Regions from separate parts of the Sus scrofa genome. Here region 2 is linked to region 1. Evidence: chromatin contacts called from public HiChIP or PLAC-seq data. All regions are on one chromosome and are shown on one strand. The core of a region is the stretch at or near the end of the contact, and the rest is flanking DNA. Distances in the headings are between cores, read along the strand shown. Region 1 overlaps TLK1 (serine/threonine-protein kinase tousled-like 1). Region 2 overlaps METTL8 (methyltransferase-like protein 8).

What was found. HiChIP or PLAC-seq counts read pairs in DNA pulled down with a chosen protein or histone mark.
Region 2: an H3K27ac HiChIP or PLAC-seq map of alveolar macrophages shows a contact between it and region 1. The contact joins two enhancer-like sites. A contact is called at or near these places in 1 of 47 Hi-C or Micro-C datasets (epiblast stem cells) and 1 of 2 datasets of contacts at active chromatin or transcription factors (alveolar macrophages).

What each region holds. Positions count from the first base shown.
Region 1 is chr15:77,190,349-77,196,592 of Sscrofa11.1, reverse strand. It overlaps TLK1 (serine/threonine-protein kinase tousled-like 1), which reads left to right. Exons shown (of 21, transcript XM_001927890.6): 13 at 5,088-5,185. Among named protein-coding and RNA genes, the nearest start is that of GORASP2, 94 kb to the right of the region's middle. Within about 2 kb of position 2,147, at least 2 of the 83 cell types and tissues checked have an H3K27ac peak or open chromatin away from gene starts, as enhancers often do. A contact at or near this core is called in alveolar macrophages, where this site is marked.
Region 2 is chr15:77,517,890-77,523,617 of Sscrofa11.1, reverse strand. It overlaps METTL8 (methyltransferase-like protein 8), which reads left to right. Exons shown (of 12, transcript XM_001925591.5): 4 at 1,199-1,344. Among named protein-coding and RNA genes, the nearest start is that of METTL8, 44 kb to the left of the region's middle. Within about 2 kb of position 4,422, at least 3 of the 83 cell types and tissues checked have an H3K27ac peak or open chromatin away from gene starts, as enhancers often do. A contact at or near this core is called in alveolar macrophages, where this site is marked.

The DNA.
Region 1 (6,244 bases), core at 898-3,397:
AGAAAAACCTGGAGACATATAATAAGGATAAATTTGAAGTAAATTGGTAATGATTTTCTCCTTAATTCTTTTTTTTTCATTGCCCTTTCTATTGGCTTTTAATAGCGTCTTTTGTTAATTTAACCCTTCATTTTCCTGGTAATAAACTTTTAGAATGATGTTATTTACAGTTTACGAAATTAAAACTTAATTTGTGGACCTTTAGATACTCTTGAGGAAATCATATTGTTGATACTATGGAAATGAATTTGGTGTTAAACCTTACTCTGAACTAGTTTTCCCAGACCAGCTAATGTTGTTATGGTGCTATTGAATGGATAGTTGAAAATGATAAGCTTTTCTCTGCTTCTACCATCTTCATAATATACTACACAGAATTCTTTTCTTTCACCAACCCTCAGGGATTATAGGCAAGCTGAGAATGATACATCAGAAAAATACTTTCTGTCTTGTCTTGGCTTTATAGAAAGACAACACTTGCAAATAGAGGGGGTTTTGGTGGGGCTAACATGTAACATACACTAAAGATTTGCTGAAGAAGTTTAAACTAGTATGTTTAATTTTTTCAGGAAACACATCAGTTTTACATGCGAAAATGCATTTTATAATTCTAAGCTTTATAGTTTAATGCCTATACACCCCACCTTTTTTTTTTTTTCCTTTAATAATTGCCCTTTTAGGAGTTCCCATTGTGGCTCATTGGGTTACAAACCTCGCTGGTATCCATGAGGATGTGTGTTCCATCCCTGGCCTTGCTCAGTGGGTTAAGGATCCCATGTTGCCCCAAGCTGTGGCGTAGTCGCAGGTGCGGCTCAGATCCCGCACTTAGGTCAGCAACTGCAGCTCCAATTCAACCCCCAGCCTGGCACTTTCCATATGCCCCAGGCACGGCCCTAAAAACAGGGAAAAAAAGAAAGAAAAAGCTGTCGTTAAGAGAAATGCTCAAAAATACCCCAAATTTGCCTAGTAGTTTTAACCTGCCATTATTTTACAGAGATTCTACCTGCTGTAACATACTCTTGGCCTAGAATGTTGAGCTAAATGGATATTAAGTTGCCTGAAGGATTGATTTTAAATCGAAAGCATTTCTATGCTAAATACCTGGTGAGGGACAAACTGGTTTTACCTTCCATATAAATTTTTTAAAGTTAAAAATTTTGGAAGGTAGTGTGTTTTGCGGGTTACTTAAATGATGCAGTATTGAGATCTGTTGTATATTTATGACCTGGATTTTATGTGTGTATATTTATGTAATTCAGAATATGAGATCTTATTTCAAATTACTGCTAAAATAGCTGTAATGTGTACTGTTAAGGTCCATTGCTGTATTTTTTTGGCTTAATCAGAAAAGAGCCATGTCCTTTTATTGTATGTGATTATCAAACCTACCTCTCTAGTTAATAGATTCTTTTCTTACTCATGTCCCTTCAACACCATAATTGCCTACAGAGACCAGTTCCTTTCTGGAGATGCTCTTTGTTTCTTCTAGACCTTCTCTGTTTTAACTGCTCTGCTCCAGGATGACTCAAGGATTGAAGCTTAGTGTTCTTGCTAAATAAACATCATCTAGCTGTCTGGATTGCCTTTTATTGTAGTAATTTGGCCTGCATTTGCCTTGCATTTGAGGACTTCATTCCATAATAATCCAGATCAATTGTGAGCCCAGGTCAAGCTTGCTTCTCTTCAACCCTCTGAAAATAATTAATTAAGTTAGTAGTCTGATGACAGAAAGGTACCTCTTTCTGTATTCTGTATTCTGTGGTTAATGTCAATTTCAGGAAAAGACAGTATGGCCTACAGTATATAGATCTTTGGAAATGATCCGCTCTAAAGATAAATTAGTTGCTGAGACTACCATATTCTAGACTGTCGTAAGCTGGGGCCAGACCAAAACTGCCCCTTTCTCTAAGAAGAGGATACTAGGCAGTATTGCCCTAGTGTTTGCCTAAAAGTATGTGTATTAATCTGCTTAGTCTGCCATAACAAAATACCATAAACTAGGTGGCTTAAAAAAGCAAATTTATTTCTTGTAGTTCTAGAGGCTGCAAGTCCAAGATCAAGTTCGAGTAGAGTTTAGTTTCTGGTGAGGCTCTCTTCCTGGTTTGTAGACACCCGCTTTCTCAAGTTCTGCCGTGGTTTTTTTCCCTTGCACTCCCACAAAGAGGTGGCAGGGTTGGGAGGTCTCTTTCTCCTCCTCCTCATAAAGCCACTAATCCCATCTTTAGGGCTCCATTCTCATGACCTAATCTAACGATTATCTTATAAAGTCCCCTTCTCCAAATACCATCACATTGGGGTTTAGGACTTAGACACAAAAAATTTGGAAGGAACACAAACCTTCAATCATAAAAGTGTGTATTCTTTTTCTCAGTGGGATTTAAGAGAAGTTACTTAGAACTGCTGAATCATCCTTTCCCTAGAAGTGTTTCTCTTTTGTTTTAAGGTCCAAGATACTGTGGTATAAATATTATGTTATAGTATGGACAATGTAAATATATTTCACTGATGGCTATGGAGGATTTATGTCTATTTATATATGACTTGAATAGTTCCTTCACTTCACAGGTATTCTAGGATCCAGCTTTTTTTTTTTTTTTTGTGCTCCTGGCATTTTGGTTTTTTCCTGTAAACTTTACAATTCAAAATGATTGAAGTTTGCCTGTGCTTTTGTACTGTAAGATCTTATGGGACATACTTGTCATGTTTTATAGAGGATAAAAACTTGCTTAACTGACAGACATTTATTTCTTTAGTGGGTATTTAGTGATATTGATTACTGTCATTGTATAAACATCTGAAGATTACCAATCTAGTTGAATCATAATTATATATTTATGAGTTAATTTCATTTCTCTAAATTCACTTTTCAAGTAGGATCTTCATACCACAGTTTCAAAGAAAAGTTGAAACAAGTATTTCAGCTGGTATTCTAATAGGCATTTTACAATTTGTCAGGTTATTTAAAGTTATACTAGCTTACTGAGTGTTTAGTAGCTTCCTACATACGTAAGAAATTAACGACAAGTTTTAAGGCAGCAAAGTTAGTAATCTGATGACAGAAAGGTACCTCTTTCTGTATTCTGTGGTATAAATTTTTTCATATTGGTGATGTAAATAAATTTTTTCATACTGGCACACTTGTATGGCCAGGTTCTTACTCTATTCTGTATAATTAAATTGAGACAACTAAGCTGTGGTTTGACTTTATTATTCCAAAATTCTTAATCTATTTCTTGTCCATATAATTAATCTTCAACTCTTTGGTCTCCTGGAGCATTATTTTATCTTTTTTCTTTTTTTATTAAAATTGGGAATATTTGTAACTGAAGATACATTAAATGAGGAAATTTCAGAGAATTTATCTGTTTTAGAAAACTTCAAAAATTTTTAGAAAGGTTTATCTTAAATTTATTTTGAAGGTTTCTATGTATCATCCGATGTCTAATTTATATTAAATATCTCTGCAACAAGTAGTGGTTGGGTTTTATTTTTAAATGATTGAAATAAGGAGTTCTCTTTTGGTGCAGCAGGTTAAGAATCTTGCGTTGTTACTGTAAGCAGCTTGGGTCACTGCTATAGCGCAGCCAAAAATAAATAAATCAGATAAAATAATTGAAAAATCTTAAGTGTCAAGTGGAATACAAACAACATATTTAGATCTAGTTTTTAAATCTGTGAACATTTGTTTTTTTATGATACTTAGCTTATGATATACATTATGATACTAAGTTTAAGCCATTATATTTTCAAGGTAAATTTCAGGATCAATTTTTTTGAGAGAAAGGATTTTTTAAATATCAGAAGATAAATCATTAAGAGATGGTGTTAATGAAAACCAGAAATACTTAAGTACAGTATTCAGAAATACCCTCTATTCTGTGTGGTATAGATTTATAACGGTAGTGGTACATATTTAGACCAAGGCAATTTAAATTATTTCTGGATATACCAGAAATAAAACTTTCAGCTCACACATAATAAATATTTATTCAACAATATAAAATTGAGCATTTCTAGAACTTTCCACTGAAATTTGGTATATTCTTGTCTTTTGAGTAGTATTTAAATTATTAACAAAGAGGTGTGTGTGATAGGTAATTTTGTTTTGGTGTCCAATTTTTTTAATGTTCTAAAATTTGTATATTTTGAGACATGAAAAATATTTGTCAAAATGTTCACATTAAATGGATATTAAAGTAATTTGTTTAGGATCTGCCATAGCTATTCTTAAAATTTTTGTTTTAGCGTCTCTCTAAGATCGTAGTGGGGAGTTCCTGTCGTGGCGCAGCTGAAACGAATCTGACTAGGAACCATGAGGTTTTGGGTTCGATCCTTGGCCTCGCTCAGTGGGTTAAGGATCCGGCGTTGCCGTGAGCTGTGGTGTAGGTCGCAGATGCGGCTTGGATCTGGCATTGCTGTGGCTCTGGCAAAGGCTGGCAGCTACAGCTCCGAATGGACCCCTAGCCTGGGAACCTCCATGTGCCATGGGTGTGGCCCTAAAAAGACAAAAAAGACCAAAAAAAAAAAAAAAAAGATTGTAGTGGGATTTATCCAAAGCGAGTGGTCACATTGGGGGGTGTGTGTGTGTGTTTGTATATTCCAAATGTTGTAAGGTCTCAGAATAATCAGTGGATCTGTCTTCTACCTTTCTTTCTCTTTTAACTGTCGTGAAATAACCTTCATTTCATTTGTTTTGTAGTAGTAAATTATTCCCTCTTAAATTAAAATTTGGATGTACCAGAAATAAAACTTTCAGCTCATTTTGTGTAGGTCAGGTTCAGACTGCTTTGCAGTCATTTTCAGTTTAGACATTATAAAAATAGATCTCTTGTACAGAATAAAACTCAGCATCTCATTAGGTATAGATTTTGATGTGGAGGATGGTTTCTTAAAATAGGCTTTTTGCCTTACCTTTTTTCCATCTTTTCAGGCATTGAAAAGAGCACTTTTTTGGTCTTTTTAACTCAGTGGTACTTTATAATATACTATTCTTCCCATCACTGTAAAAAAATTGGTACATGAGTAAAAATATCTTTTTATATCGCAAATAAATTGAGCTTGTTATAGTCCCCTCTCTTCATTTTCAGGAAGAGGCAGAAATCCAGGCAGAACTTGAACGTTTGGAAAGAGTTAGAAATCTTCACATCCGAGAGCTCAAAAGAATAAATAATGAAGATAATTCACAGTAAGTTATTTGTATTTCACAGTTTTACATAAGTTTTTTCTCCCCTTGGAAAGCTTAAGCACTGTATTTCCTTGCTGAGGGTAAGGGGCATTCTCATTGTAGACCTGAAGTCCTTCCCATGGCTCAGAAGGCCTTGCATGATCTGGTCTCTGGCCACCTCACCACCCCATCTCTCTCATCTTTCCCTCACTTACATGTCTTAGAGACACTGGCCCCCCTTCAGCATGTCCAGCACGTTCCCATCTCACGGCTTTTGTGCTTGCCATTTCCTCTGCCTGAAATGTTCCTCAAAGTAGCTGAGTGGCTTACTTTTTATTTCACTCCAGGTGGTCATTAGAGAGGCTGTCCCTAGGCCTCCCTGTCTAAAATAGCAGTACTTGCCTTACTGCATCCCTTCTCTCAGTATCCTTACACTGCTTTAGTTTTTCATAGCATTTATCACTATCTGGGATTATATATATTTTTTCAGTTATTTTATGTTTCCTTTCACTGGAAGGTAAGCTACTTGAGAGCAGGGATTTAGTTTTGTTGTTGCTAGCTATATCCCTAGAACCTGGACAAGTGTCTGGCACGTGATAGGCATAGAATAAATATTTGTTGATCAAACACAAAAGTTAATATTATAGTAGTGAAGGAGGAATTATTTCAACTAAAGGGATTTCAGTAAGCCGTGTTTCCAGCATTACATGAAAACTGGAGACAAAATTGAGAAATAGTTTTAAGTTATACTCTCTGTCCTTGATTCCTAATTATCAAAATGATAATAAACACTAAGGGAATTCAAAGAAGAGAAAATAGTTTCCACCACGGCGTAGTGTGTTAAGAATCCGACTGCAGCAGCTCAGGTCACTGTAGGGGTACAGGTTCAATCCCTGGCCCAGGGCAGTGAGTTAAAGGATCCTGTGCTGATGGAGCTGCAGGTCAGATTCATTCCCTGGCCTGGGAACGTCCATATGCCACAGGTGCAGCCATTAATAAAAAAGAGAAGAGAAATTAGCTGTGGACTGGTGGGAGCTTTATGAAGAAGATGGAAATTAAGCAAGGCACTACTACTTGGAC
Region 2 (5,728 bases), core at 3,173-5,672, 320 kb before region 1:
AGTCTCTAATGCATATTATATATATACACCTTTTAGCATCTGTTTCTACCTGACAGCTTACACCATTAGGCTGAATGTTGTGATGAAAAACTGAATGGGGGTGAAATGCCGAGTGGTATTACAGTGGATTCTTATTGGAAAAAGCAAGCTCTCTAGAGCTGCTATTTGATACTTTTATAAAGATTTTAGACTGATATATATACCAATACGTAATTAAATTATCATACTCTTTAAATGTTTAAGTTATTCTTCCAGAAATGAGGGTAGTTTTGGCTAATCAGCTGATGAGTCTCCTCTTGAGACAGAATTTAAGCATTTATTTTATGCAGGGAAATCTACTTTGCAAACATATTACTGACTATTCTTTAAAATGTATGTATACAGGCTTGTTAGAATTAAGAATTGCTAAGATCATATCTTAATACAGTATTTACTTATTTATTTGAATAATTTTCATATTATTCAGCTTAGCCCAAAGAATGAGATCTAATACATTCGTTTTCTTATTCTGCTCCTATTGGGTTTTTGGGTCTAGTAGTTATCATGTAATCCCAGAACTATGTTTGCCTAGAATTCCCAAAACAAAATAATAAAATCACTTTACAGAGCTTTTTAATATACAAAGTCCAGATTTCTGGGCTTACATGCTTTGACCATTGCTAAAAATTATATAAGCAAATTCCAAACAAAGCAAAGTTGGTCAAGACTGTGACTAATAAAGAATGCCAGCCAGGGTTTCACACTCCAGATATTCTTTTCCCTTCTCTTGGCCTGAAAAATGCTATAGGAGGAGTTCTCGTTGTGGCTCAGCGGTAACAAACCCAACCAGTACCCATGAGGATATGGTTCGATCCCTGGCCTTACTCAGTGGGTTAAGAATCCTGCATTGCTGTGAGATGCAGTGTAGGTTACAGAGCAGCTCAGATCTGGCATCGCTGTGGCTGTGATGTGGGCCAGCAGCTACAGCTCCGATTTGACCCCAGCCCAGGAACTTCCATATGCCACAGGTGTGACTATAAAAAGAAAAAAAAAAAAAATGCTGTAGGAGAGAAGCTATCATGCCCATCTTTCATTTAAAAATTTTTAGTTTTCATGTCCTTTCTCAGCTTTATAAACCTTTTTATACCTGTTTTTAGCTATTAGATAAACATTATACTGTGTAATCTATATTGACCAATTAATCATTGTAACTTTCCAGGTACTGAGTGTGATGTGGAGAAATTATATTTCCTGTCGAAGAATAAGAAAGCTGCCGCACAGGTACCAAAGTCATTATCACCCAGCGGCCCCTCTGGGATCAAGGATTTTAACTGACCCAGCTAAAGTTTTTGAACACAACATGTGGTGAGTTATCTTTCTAGGTCTGATATTATGTTGGTACATTAAGCATCACCAGTGTTACTATTTTCACTTAGTGCCTGAAAAGGGTTTTTAAAACCAAACACTTAACTTACATTGTTGAGGTTCAGAAGCCAGGGTAACTGACCCTAACTTAAGTGTTGCCAGTTCTGAATTTCTTTGCAAATAGAATTGGAAAAGTGAAGGTTCCCAAGTGCTTTCCTCAGCTTTAGGGTTTTTGCAGGCCCTTTTCCACTCATCTCTGATGCTGATTTGGCAGCATATCAGCAAGGGGGCCTCTTTTCTAGGTACAGCCCTCCTCCAGCCCCACAGACTCTTCCCTCTTGCCAGTACTTACCAGCAAATGTGTACCTGTACCTGCTGCTTACTGAGAACCAGGGAGAATGCATTGGTTTGACCTTAATCCATGCTTTTAGGAATTCCACCTGCTATTTGTAAAGATAAATGGATATTTATAGGGAAAATTGGTGATTATCAATATAAGGGAGTAAATTATAAAGGCCCAGTGTGTTCTTTTCAGGCTTGAGTCTCTGTAAGAACAACTCAGCAATACAAAACCATTTCTGTTTTGGCATAGGAAGATTTTTTTAAATTGTGTTATTTTTAGTTTCACTTTATTGAGGTATAATTGGCATATAAAGGAAGAATTAAGTGGGGAAATGGAAACGTGTCTGGTACCTAGTATAGTGCCTGACACATAAGTATTTGCGGAATAATGACTTAGATAGATGATGATGCTGGACTGAGGTCATTCTAGGTGGATAGAGAGTCATACCACCTAGAGATGAGAGAGTGTAAGGCATATTCAGAACAGGATGTTTTGCCTAAAATAAAGGCTCTCCCAGGGGGTTGGTAAATAGTAAGGTTGGGATGATAAAGGCCATGTGGGGGCAGGAGCAAGATAGTGTGTGGTCTTAAATTTGCAGCTTCAGTGAGAGGTATTAGAGAGCCCCTGAAGAGAAATGGCATTTGTTATACATGTTATATTAAGTGTAAGTATTTAGGTAATAGTATACTGGGCAGATCAGTGGGTGGAACTAGGAGTCAGGAAGGGCTGATGAGACAGAGATGGCAAAGAAAGAAAAATGAGAACTTAGTGCTTTTGTAGAATAAAGGAAAAGGAAACATTTGATTCTGAAGGTTTGATCCTAGATGACTAATGGAAATAGAAAAATTCAAGAGGTACATTGATTTTTTTTTTCTATTTTGGAATAAAGATGGTGCATTTAACTTTTTTTTTTTTGCTTTTTAGGGCTGCACCTGCAGCATATGGAGGTTCCCAGGCTAGGGGTCAAATCAGAGCTATAGCTGTTGGCCTACACCACAGCCACAGCAATGCCGGATCCTTAATGAACTGAGAGAGGCCAGGGATTGAACCCGCAACCTCATAGTTCCTAGTAGGATTCATTTCCGCTGCACCATGATGGGAACTCCAAAGATGGTGCATTTAGTTTAAAATATTTTTAATAGGTTTTGGGAGCAAGACATTCTGAGAAAAATGTCCAGAACACAAGACTCCACTGCTAGGAAGAGAGAGGGAGGGCTGAAGATGTAAGGTTGGGTATGATATCTGCAGACAAAATTCTTCACTGACTATTTTTGAGAGCAGTGCCTCTAAAGCTTGGAAGGTGATTCATGGACTTCTTGTGTTTTTGCTGCAACATAATTTCAATTTTAAAAGGAAATAGATTGACCTTTTATGAATTGGTCCTACACTATATGATACGGTGGCCACTAGCCCCATGTGATTATTAAGCACTTGAAACCTTGTTAGTTTAATTGAGATGTGCTATAATCTTTTGAAGACTTAATACAAATAAGAGGTAAAATATATCATTAATAGTTTTTGAACTTAATTAAATGTTAAAAATCATTTTTCATATATTGAAGTAAATAAAATGTATTATTAAAATTAATTTATTTTCACTTTTTTTGACGTGGCTCCTAGAAAATTTTAAATTACATGTGTGGTTGACATTAGACTTTCTTGAAGGTTGCTGAATTAAACCATTTTACCTATCATCATTAATTTGGACAGTTATAATAGGCTATGAGACAAATGCCAAGCAGTTAAACCTCCAGAAGAACTTCTGATCCTAGGCAAGCTCCTCATTTGCCAGGGTTTTGTTGTTGTTGTTGTTGTTGTTGTTTATTTTTTGTTTCTTTGTCATTAGACTCTAAAGAGTTAGTTTCTGCATCTCTTTTTCCATCTGCTACCACCAGTTCTTTTGCCCAAGGTTCCTGCCTGCACGTTTAAGTTCTGTCGTCATAGGCTTTCAGGGAGGCAGGGGTCATCTGGCTCAGTGCCTCTCAAACACTGTGGTTAGGGCTGCTGCCCAAGAATCCCTTGGAAGGTTATTATTTCACTAGGTCTAGAAGTATGGCCCAGGAGTTTGTCATTTGAAAAAGCTCTTTGAGTAAACCTGTTGAGTAGCCGGGTTTAGGAATCCTTGAGCCAGTCCAGTGGTTTTCAAACTTTATTTTTTTAAGGACTGCACCCATGGCATACAGAAGTTTCCAGGCGAGGGGTCCAGTTGGAGCTGCAGCTACAGGCCTACGCCATAGCCACAGTAATGCCAAATCCAAGCCACATCTGTGACCTGTGCCGCAGCTCGAGGCAACAACAGATCCTTAACCCACTGAGTGAGGATCAAATCTACATCCTCATGGATGCTAGTCAGGTTCTTAACCCTCTGAGCCACACCAGGAACTTCCAAGCTTTTCCTTAGGAGCAGAATTTTCTCATAAGTGAAGTCTTAACATTACAATCACAATATTTAAAAGGTTAAAAAAAAACCCTACTCTGAGTGAAGTGGGCCTGGAGGCTTAAGGTGTCAACAGCTCTACCTCCCTTTTCCTCTCCCACCCCTCCCTCACTCCAGCAGCTTAGAGGACCTTTAGGGGTCGGTTGATCCATTTGAAAAACCTTGATCTGTTCTCTTAATCCATCCTCCTCCATAACGTACCCTCCAAGAGGTTATCCTGCCTGTGCCAGGATATCTCCAGTGAACTCACTTCAAAGACACACTCTAATAATCATAACAATAATTTCCTCCAAAGGAGGAGGGAGGAAATTGCTTCACATCATGTAATTGCTTCACATCACGTTCCTGCGTCCCCACCCCCCTTACCTCCACCCCCTCCTTTTTTTTTTGGCTTGAGGAGGAGACATGTAAGTTAAACTGAAAACCAGAGGACAGGTTTACTTTCCCCTTAATTCAGGTCCAAAGTTCTGTCCAAAAGTTCTCTCAGGGTTCCCGTCATGGCTCGGCGGAAATGAATCTGACTAGTATCCATGGAGACGCAGGTTCGATCCCTGACCTTACTCAGTGGGTTAAGGATCAGGTGTTGCTGTGCGCTGTGATGTACGTTGCACACGCGGCTCAGATCTGGTATTGCTGTGGCTGTGGCATAGGCCAGCGGCTGCAACTCCAATTTGACCCCTAGCCTGGAAACCTCCATATGCGGGTGGGTTTGGCCCTAAAGAGACCAAAAAAAAGTCCTCTCTTCTTTCATTTCCTCCTTTATATAAAGAATAATGTTTTCTTGTGCTGAATTTTGATTCTTTAAGATATTTCTTTAAAGGCACACATGTTTTCTCTCAGAGACGTTAGAACTGTCTATAGTTCACTTTCCCTTTAGCTTCTAGTTTAGTCAGTAAAAACTATTTATATATGAACCTTTTTTCAAAATTTTTATGAGAAGAAATAAAAATACCCTTTTTTAAATTTCTAATATCCTGAATAATATTTGCCCTCAAGTATCTGGATATTTGTATTGCTAGTATTTACATCTGCCTATGGGCTCTTAATTCTTAATAGTTTAAATGAATTTCACATAAAGTTAACCATTTTAAGGTGAACGATTCGGTGACATTAGTTTCATTCACAACATTGTGTAAGCAGCATCTCTAACTCATTCAAAAACATTTTTATCACTCTAAAGCAAAATCCCTTACCTGTTAAGCAGTTTATACTCATGTACAGTTCTGAGCCCTGGCAATTACTAATCTGTGTTTTGTGTCTACAGAGTCACCTCTTCTGGATATTTTGTATAAATGAGATCATGCAATGTATGATCTCTTGGGTCTGGCTTCTTTCAATTAGCCTAAAATCTAGGCAGCCCATCCGCATTACACATGTATCAATGCTTCATTCCTTTTTATGACAGAATAATATTCCATTGTGTATATATACCAGAGTTGGTTTATCCATTCATTCACTGATGGACATTTAAGCAATTTCTGCCTTTTGGCTCTTGTAAATAGAGCTGCTGTGAACACGTGTGTACATGTACTTATTTAAGTCCTTGTTTTCAACTCTTTAAGAAATATACCTAGGAATGGAATTGTGGAGTCATGTGGTAATTT